Linked DNA regions of Mus musculus: region 2 is linked to region 1. The links are chromatin contacts, called in public HiChIP or PLAC-seq maps. All regions are on one chromosome and are shown on one strand. The core of a region is the stretch at or near the end of the contact, and the rest is flanking DNA. Distances in the headings are between cores, read along the strand shown. Region 1 has its middle 20 kb from the start of Angpt4. Region 2 holds the start of Fam110a (family with sequence similarity 110, member A).

Region 1 (4,634 bases), core at 637-3,136:
TCTTCATAGACAGAGATCAAGTATAGAAATAGAGACAAATAAATGAACAGGTAGATAAACGGTATCTTCTAAGTGCAGTCCTTTTACCGATGCTGGTTTCGCCTACATATTCTAATCTCTGGTTTATCTTCTTATGTTTTCAACAGTCAATGCCATTAGAACAGGACTTTTATATTTTATTGTTGCTGGGGATTTTGTTGTTGTCTTGGCTTGGGGGTGGTTTATTTGTTTGCTTGACACAGGGTCTTGTTTCCCAGGCTGGCCTTGAAGTTGCTGTATAGCCAAGGATGACCTTGAACTCCTAATCCTCCTGCCTCCACCTCCTGAATGTTAAACCACCAGGAAAGGTTCCAAATCTTTATATTTTAAGTCAACAGTTTCAAATTTTTAATCTCATAGTTTTTGCGTCTTGTCTAAAACTTCTTGGCTTGACCAAAAGTCACGGCAGATTTTCTCTTGTTTTAGGTCTAGAAATTGTCTGGCTTTAGGTTTTCTTCTTAGATCTTGGCTCTCTTCTTCAAGGTCTTCCTGTGTGTGAGGTGAGGTGGTGGTGAGCCGGTCTTCCTTTCTTAATTTTCTTTTTCTTACTTTCTTATTTCTTTTTTTAAAAAAGTCTTTTTTTTCTTAATTTGTGTGTGTGCAAGAGTGTATGCAGCCATCAGTGTGTTTGTGAGTGAGTGTGTGTGTGCATGAATGTGTGTGCATAAGTTTGTGCGTGCGTGTATATACTCATGAGCGTGTTTGTGCATGAGTGAGTGTGTGTGCTTAAGTGTCTCTATGTGTGTGCATGAGTGTGTATGTATGTATGCATGAGTGTGTATGTATGTGTGTATGAGTGTGTATGTGTGTGTGTGTTGCTACTACATGAATGTGTGGAGGTCATCGAACAACTCCTCCTTCTGTGTCAGTTCCAGGGATTGAACTCAGGTGCTCAGCCTTGGTAGCCAGTGCCTTTGCTTGCTGGGCCATCGCTCAGATTCTTTTCTGTTTTAATATGAGTATAAAAATGCAGTTTTACTCCTGGAAAAATTATCCTCCATGAGTGCTGGGGGGTTGCTCAGCTGGTAGAAAGAAGATAAAGTTTAGATACCCAGAACCCATGTAGACACAGTAGCATGACTGTAATCCTAGAACTCTTATGCCAAGATGGGAGGCAGAGGTGGGAATGCCAGAAAGCTCCCAGGCTGGGCTACACAGTAGCAACAGGAGACCCTTTTTTAAAAAAGAGATGGAAGATGAGGAACAAAACCAAGGCTGGCCTCTGGCCTCCACACACATACTGCAGTGTATGCATAAAAGAAAAAGGGAAGGAAAGAAGGAAGGAAAGAGAGAGAGAGAGAGAGAAAGAGAGAGAGAGAGAGAGAGAGAGAGAGAGAGAGAGAGAGAGAGAGAGAGAGAGAGAGAACTCTACCCTGCGCCATGTTTAGTGGCACATGCCTGTGATCCTAACACTCTGGAGGCTGAGGCAGGATGATTAGGAGTTCAAGGGTATTTTGGACTAAGTATCCAAGAGAGAGAAGGAGAGGGTGTCAGGGAGAGAGGGAGGGAGGGAGGGAGGGAGGGAGGGAGGGAGGGAGGGAGGGAGGGAGGGAGGGAGGGAGGGAGGGAAAGGATTGTCTACCCTGCACAAATGTACAAGATGATATTTATTGCAACTTTGACTCAAAGAGAAAACACCAGAAGCCACCTGTGCCCCTAGCCTGCAGACTGCCCCCCGGGGGGGGGGGCGCATGCTGGCCTGCCAGCGCTGTGGAAAACTACAGCAACAGCACTGGTATTGGCTGTCAGCCACGTGCATCTGCAGGGGCTGGATGGAATCCACTCTGGTTGATCAGTGCCCACGCTGAACTCCATGTGTTTTGAAAGCATCTTCATTGAGCATCAGAAAGAATGCAGTTGTCCCAGTGGGATATAGGGACATCCCTGGAGAATTCTGTCAGGACAGCAAAAGCCAGCACAGGCCTGTGTGTTGAACCAAAGCTCACCATCTGTGCATTTCCTTAACTGTGAATAAGACATACCTAGGACGTTTTACAGGGAACTGGCCACAATGTGACCTCTGGGAGCAGAGCTGGCATCTTCGGGGACTGGAGTCAGGGACAAGTGTCCCTTGGTAACACTGAGATTTCAGGCTGTGCTTGGGGACTGCATCCTCAGAAAACTAATAGAAAATAGAAGCTGTTTCCCCAGAGGTTGCTGAGGGGAGGCCATTCCCTCCTGCTTCCTAAGATCCATCCACGGGGCAGATCAGCTCAATGGAGTGACCACTGGGGCTGAACCAAGGTGCTGTGTCAGGTAGCCTCTGGGATCAAGAGCCACTGAGGAGCCTTCAGTTCATCCTGCCCCTAAGGAGACCCTGACAAAGTTGCTCTGTGGCCAGCTCAGAGGCCAGTCCATCTGGAAGCTATCTGTGCCCTGGGCAGAGAGGAGGACAGTAGAAGAGGGTGGTGGATGGGGGGGGGGGGAGGGAGGAAGGAGGGGGGGGAGAGCAAATGGTCCTGGGTACATACTCATCTGCTTCTCATGAAGGCTGAACTGTGGACTGGGCCCCAGCCATGGAAACCTTGTATGCCAGCCAGATCCAGCCACCCTCCCCACGGGGACAGAGCGGTCCCACATAAGACCCATGAGGAGAGGGTGGAGGTAAGGGTTGAGAGGCAGACAGCCTGGCTGCAGCCCCATACCTCACAGATCCCCTGGTTCCCTTTCTGGTAGGGATTCCATAAGCAGGCAACCTTCCCTCACACACACACACACACACACACACACACACACACACACACACACACACACACCTCCTCGTCTCCGTCACAGGGCAGGTGACTACACCAGAAGCTGAAGCATCCAGTGACGATCCAACCAATCTCTGTCCACTCATTTACATTCCACAGCAGCTCTCTGAACCAGGCACCCCGACTAGCTAGGCACTTCTCATGACCCCACCAAGGTTCAGAGACATTGAGTAACTTGCCCAGAGTCACACAGCCTGCAGATGGCAGAAACTGGGTGTGAACCTGGGTGCCTGACTCCAGAAATATCCTACATCCAAACACTACTGAACCATCCTTTGCACATGTGGACCCAGGTGCTGTCGGTATTTGTGACAGAGTGCCCTAGGATGGAGGCGAGAACTTGTTTCTACCAGTACTGATTGCCAAGGCCACAGAGGAACAGCCATCTCTAGCAACTGGAAATGAACAAGGTGAGGGGCCTGGGCGTTGGGGAAGGCCAGTGGGATGTCAGCCTTGTGTTTGGGAATCACCTAGGACGCAGGTCTCCAAGGAGGATCAGCTGAGAAGGAAAGACTCACTTGAATATAGGTAGCACCATCCCATGGGGCGGGAAGGGTGAGAACAAGCATGAGAACCTGAGTTCAAATCCCCTGAACCTATCTATGTTTTTTTTTTAAAAAGAAGAGAACTGAGCAGGGCAGTCCACACCTATAATCCAGTCCAGTTGGAGCTACAGGATCAGTGAAAAACCCTATCTCACTGGACCAAGGTGGAGAGAGGTTGAAGAAGACACCTAATGTTAACCTCTGCTCTTGACACTCTCTCTCCCTCCCTCTCTCCCCCTTCTCTCCCCCTCTCTCTCTCCTTCTTTCCAGCACACACACATATCCATGCACACCAGCACACACAGTGTTCACACATATCCACACATATATTTATACACAGCAGCATCGGTCCAACTCTGTCCCCTTCCTGCAGTGACAGTGCCACCCCACGCTCCCACAGTCGTGGATGCCCTTGCATTCATGGGCTGTAACTTTGAACTGTGAGCCCAAATTAGACCCTTCCTCCTGCGAGCTGCCTCTAGCCTTGTGTTTGATCACATCAGTGAGAAAAGTAACTCATAGAAGCGGGGGAGGGGAGGGGAGGGCATTGGGAACTCCACACGAGGACACAGTCTAGACCAGCCTGCCGGTAAGGTGGACTGTGGCTGAGTCCAGCATTAAAGAATGCAGTGCCCATCGGCCTCCAGTCTAGTACACTCCCTTGGAGAATCGGGCTTGTGTGGACACAGTGGCACCAACAAGGACTTCCCCTCAGCCCTGCTAGTAACAGGACACTAGCCCCAGCTCAGCTGCCCCACAACAGCAGCCGTGTGGCCCAGCCACAGTGCAGAAAATGATGCAGTGATGAAAAATTCTGACGCACAGGCTCTGTGCTGACAGGTTATGTGCAGAGCCCATTGTTGCAGGGACAAAGGAAGCTGCTGGCCATCGTGTGCAGTGTGAGTCCTGAGGAACTGTCTGCGTAAGGAGCCGGGAATGAGCAGGAAGCGGGGCCAGGAGGGGACGCATGCGTGCAAAGAGTTTTAACTCACCGGTGACCTTATACCTTCCAGGCCTTTCCCCACTGAATCAGTAATGACATATCAGATTTTTTTTAAAGAGCTGTGTTAAGCACATAATAGGAACACAGTTCAAGTTTGATGAGGGTGTTTTGAACCCTTGTAACTGTGTGGGAGCATAGCTGCTCGCCAGTGTATGCACTGAGCATTCCGGGGAACTGGGAGCTGGGAATAGGAAGGAAATGGACCAGAAGTGGATGCATGAGCACAGTGTGCCTGAAGCCCCTTCCCCAGAACTCCAAGTGTCTGGTGGGTGGTAGCAGCAGGAAGAGAGGACG
Region 2 (4,634 bases), core at 1,543-4,042, 89 kb after region 1:
TCAGTCCCCTGAGGATCCAAGTTCAGTGCCACAGTAGAAGGAGAGAACTGACTCCTTTAAGTGTCCTCTCACAAGCCTGCTGCAGGATACGCATCCATGCATTAAAAGCAGCAATCCCCTCACTTCATAGAGTGGACCGAAATCACAGCTCACACTGCTAAAGTTCTCAGCACGGGGCAAGCATTCTAAGCCCAGGCAGCCGTGTGTCCTCTCTTCCCAGTATAAGGTGGGATTTCTAGGGTTGATCATTTTATGCGATTCTGTACCTCCCACCTGCTTCTCTGTCCTTTCAAAGGAAAGCCGGATCAGGCTCCATAGACAGGGAGGCCTTTGGCTGCTGCAGGAGAGGATCAAGAAGGCTCCAGGCAGTGGGGAAGAGGCAGCCCAGCTGTCCAGGTTGGACGCCCTGCTGGGCATTCTCCAGGGCAGGCCAGGTTCCAAGCTATTTCTGGAGTTTTCACTAGGCTCATGCCCTGGCTTGCCCTGGAGTCAGCCTTGCTCAGAGTAGCTCTGTACAAACCTCAAGGAGTTAGGAGTGGGCTGCCATGGGAGGGGCCAGGATGCCTAGGACAGTGAACTCCTGCGTGAACCACTCCAGCACACACTCTCCACTTAACTCAAACTCTGGGGACTCAGTTTGCACCCTGACAAAAATGGGAACAAAGGCAGACTTGCAGTGAAGGAGGAAGAGAAGGAGAGAGGAGAGACAGAAAGACTAACAAGCAAGGCCTTAGGGAAGGGCCTGCCTGACCCAGGATAGGAAGGTGAGGCTTGAATTAGGCCTGTGGCCACACCCACTTCCTGTCCTGCCTAGGCCTGAACTCCACATGCAGTGTTTTACCCCAGCTCAGAAATGTGAAGAAACTTGCCCAAACTCACACAGCCAATGACAAACCCCAGGCAGGGCAGTGACCTCATAACTTTCTGTAGATGTAATCACTATGTCTGTGTCTTCTCAATTAGTTGGCCCACAGTCAGGGTTCAGGATTGCAAAGCGCATCATGCTATGTGTGTAATTCTCACCCAGACCCTTTGCTAGTCATCTATGTTCCTCTTGGTGCCACAAAAGTATCTAAGGAGTTTCGGATTATTTCCCATCAGTCCTTACTGAGGGCCATTCTGCGTCTGTCCAGTTCTTGCTTGCTGCAAATCACTGAAGCACGGAGGCACCTGTCATTTTGCCTAAAGTGAGGTAGCTGGAGGAGAGAGTGTGTGTGTGTGTGCTCATAACAATGCCTATGCTGGCTCTGCTGGCCAGAGTCCACCTGAGTGACACCACCCTATCCTGCTCCACCCCCAGCACAATACACAGCAAATGGCCAACAGATGTTGGCTTTGATCATCTTGATTCTGCAAGTTTCGGCCACCCTGACATTTTTGTGCCTGTGCTAAGCATCTCATTTGCCCGACACATTCCACTGGGGAAGATAATAAACTGCTTAATAAGACACCTCACGCATAATATGGAACAGACGCTACTGAGAAAAACAGGACACTCGGGGAGAGATCAGGCTACAGGAAGCTAGACGACGTGGAAAGAAATGAGGCAGTGGTGTAACTCATCTAGTAGATTGCTCTCTTAGCACAAACCAAGCCCTGGGTTCTATCCCGAAAATGGCACAGAACTGGTGTGCCAGTGGCACATGCTTGTCATCCGAGGAGGCAGATTTAGGAAGACGGAGAGTTCAAGACCAGCCTGGTCATACATAGTAAGATTGAGGCCAGCTTGGGCCATACAAGAGTTGGAGTAGGGAGCATGACACAAAGACAGATGGACAAGCACAGCTCCCCCAGAGCCAGAATGAGGCTCAGAGGAAGAGTAGTTCCCTTCATAAGAGATCCTCCATCGAGTCGGTGATTCCCTGTGTCAAGGACTGAAGACTTCTGCATAGTTAAGTCTGTGCCTTTGAGCAACAGCCTCAACTTCACAGAACCTCAGATTCCCCACCTACGAAACGAGATCAACAACAGGGGGGTAGGTAAGAGTCCAGCCTAAATTAGATGCTCTACTTGGGAGGGTCTGACCCTGCACCCAACTCTCAAGTCCAGTTCCAGCAACTCTGGCTTAGAGGTACCACACACACACACACACACACACACACACATCCACATGACTTCCAAGGCCTTTGGATCCGCAGTCCTAGGGACTCAACCCTGCCCTGCAGTCCTAGGGACTCAACCCAGGGAGGCCCTCTGAGAGGGCAGCACTGGGAACTGGGACTCTGTAGAACCCTGTAAGGCAGAAAAGTTGCGAATGGGGAGGGAATGGTATATGTCCTGAAGGGGAACTCCAAGGGCCGGTAGGGCACGGGTAGCCTAGCCCTGGGATCCCCTGAGCCACGTCTTCCCAATAAGCCCCTTAAAGAGTAACCCGCGGGGTTCCTCTGATCGGCCAGGAGCGGGAACTGCAGAGTGGGAAAGGGAAACAGCCTGGATCCTTTGCTGGCCCCCTGGGCTGGACACTAGACACGAACTCTCCTCTGTCGACCCCCTGTACTGAGACTCTTGCCCGGGTTAATGCGTGGGCACTGCCCCGGGACCCTCCGCCTCCTACCCCCATGCTCACCTGCAGCCCACGTCCAGAGGAATCCCGCTCCTCGCCGGCTGCCGAGGCTGACAGCTGGTGGTCCCTGCAGACCTGAGAAGGCTACTACGTGTGAAGACCGGCGAGCTCTTCCGAGTGGGACGCCCTGGCTGTCCCACGATTCCCTCCGGGAGAACGTCCCTGGGGCCCCAGAGGAAAGGGAAGTGAGCCCGCCGTCCCCGTTGCTGCAATGGTTCGCCCCGGACTTCCTGATTGGCCCGTCGCTTCCGTTCGAACGGCGCGCCACCCGGGTTGCCAGGCAACATCAGGAGCCGCAGATGCAGCAGGGCGACTGCTGCCCGGAGCCCAGCTGGCCGCTTGGCCTTCCGGCTGCCCAGGCCTTGGCAGACCTTTCTTCTCTTCCAGCTGGACTTCCTCGGTCTCCAGCTGCAAGAGTTACTAGTCCCAAATTTGTTTGCTTGGTTTTGCACAGGCACTAGTACCAATATTTTTGGGGTTTTGAGGCAGGGCCTTCACACATAACTAGCCTAGCCCAGGCTGGCCACAACCTCCTTAGTACTAGGATTATAGGTCTATGCCATACCTAGCTTTCTCTCCCTTCACTTTTTTCTTTGGAGGCAGGGTCTCACCAAGTTGCCCAGGCTGACTCGGAATTCATGCGTTTTGCCCAAGTAGTCCTCACACTTGCTGCCTGACTTAAGTCTCCCCATGAGTTGGTACTAAGTGACCACCCCCCAAACTAGGCCCTACTTCCAACTCAGCAGCTACCTCTCTGTGTGTTTACCCACAATCCTCTCTCCCTCTCTGTTCCCCTAACCTGAAATGGCAAGTCAATCCTCAAACGGGCACACCCGTAGCTCCCACTGTGCTTATCAAAACCAGATCAATTATAGACGTCGATCCTGGGAAAGAAGCTGAATCGAGCTTTCTACATAATTCTTGTCAGGACTCATGACCCAGCTCTGAGGTACCTACCTTCAACGCCGCTTTCCAGCTGGGAATACCATGCATTAACTTACAACGATTAGATTAAACGACATTTAAGAACAATGGGAGAATGCTAAGGAAGTGTCATGTTTTAAGCATACTTCAAAACTCTCTGTACAGCATAGATAGATATTAAATACATAACCATACTATTTAAATAAACATAGCCTATTTACAATAACAAACAGCAACTAATTCCTTTACACTTAAAAGATAATACTTTTATTCATTCATTGAGAATTTAATACATAAACACAGTGTATTTTAGTCGTATTTACCGCACTCTCTCCCCTTAACTCCTCCTACACCCACCCTCTCTTCCTCCTGTTTTTGTTTTTTTAAAAGGCACCAAGTCTAATCTGCTGCAACCCTTTAAAAAACTGACTTTCCTTCCCCCAGAAACATTCAGCTATAACTAACTAGCTCCTCCAGTGGGGGCTCATAGCCTCTCCCCTCTCTGTACTGAAATGTTAACTGGCTTGATCATGTACAGACAACCACAGCTGCTGTGGTTTGCCGGCGCAGTGGCCCTGAAGTGCCCACAAGAGTCTGTTTTACTCTGGTCCTCTCTGACCTCTGGCTCTTACAGTCTTTCCGTCCTGATTTGATACATATTTCACACCGGTGGCAGAGCCCTCCACAGACTCTTATTCCCAGCCCCTCGACCAGTTGTGCTGTCCATGGCACAGAAAACCTTCTCTGATGGCGTCTGTAAGCTGCATTAGTTTTATGGATATAGAGTGAATTTAGAAGGCAGTTTGATAGTGTGACCATTTAGCAAATAATAGCAGTAGGTTCACCCTGGGACCAGTAGGCTCCCTAACCATGGGTTCTTGGCCAGATTTGCAATACCAGACATGCACATCCTCCTGTGGAACAAGCTGTAAGTCCAACCAAAACGCTGTTGGCTACCACGAAAGCATTTGTGCCTTGCTGGTCACTATTGCAGTTCAGAGGATTCACATCTGGGTAAGACTGCTGACATCTCTTCTCTCCCAGCAGCCTACACTGCACCTCTGGCTCTGTGAAAGCTAACCTGCAGGAAAGATGCTGCCTCTCAGCACTTAGCTTCTTATTCATACTTCTGTGACATTTGCAAATT

What was found. HiChIP or PLAC-seq counts read pairs in DNA pulled down with a chosen protein or histone mark.
Region 2: a contact with region 1 is called in an H3K4me3 HiChIP or PLAC-seq map of neural progenitor cells, with 6 times the contacts expected there. The contact joins the promoter of Fam110a here to the enhancer-like site in region 1. A contact is called at or near these places in 7 of 39 promoter capture datasets (3T3-L1-derived adipocytes, cranial neural crest, embryonic stem cells and 3 more), 2 of 484 Hi-C or Micro-C datasets (cortical glia and nephron progenitors) and 13 of 115 datasets of contacts at active chromatin or transcription factors (bone marrow-derived macrophages, craniofacial prominence, embryonic forebrain and 8 more).

What each region holds. Positions count from the first base shown.
Region 1 is chr2:151,889,380-151,894,013 of GRCm38.p6, forward strand. No RefSeq gene overlaps it. Among named protein-coding and RNA genes, the nearest start is that of Angpt4, 20 kb to the right of the region's middle. Within about 2 kb of position 1,887, at least 11 of the 459 cell types and tissues checked have an H3K27ac peak or open chromatin away from gene starts, as enhancers often do. A contact at or near this core is called in cortical glia and neural progenitor cells, where this site is marked.
Region 2 is chr2:151,977,427-151,982,060 of GRCm38.p6, forward strand. Fam110a (family with sequence similarity 110, member A) reads right to left here and starts at 2,793. Exons shown (of 2, transcript NM_146127.3): 1 at 2,567-2,793.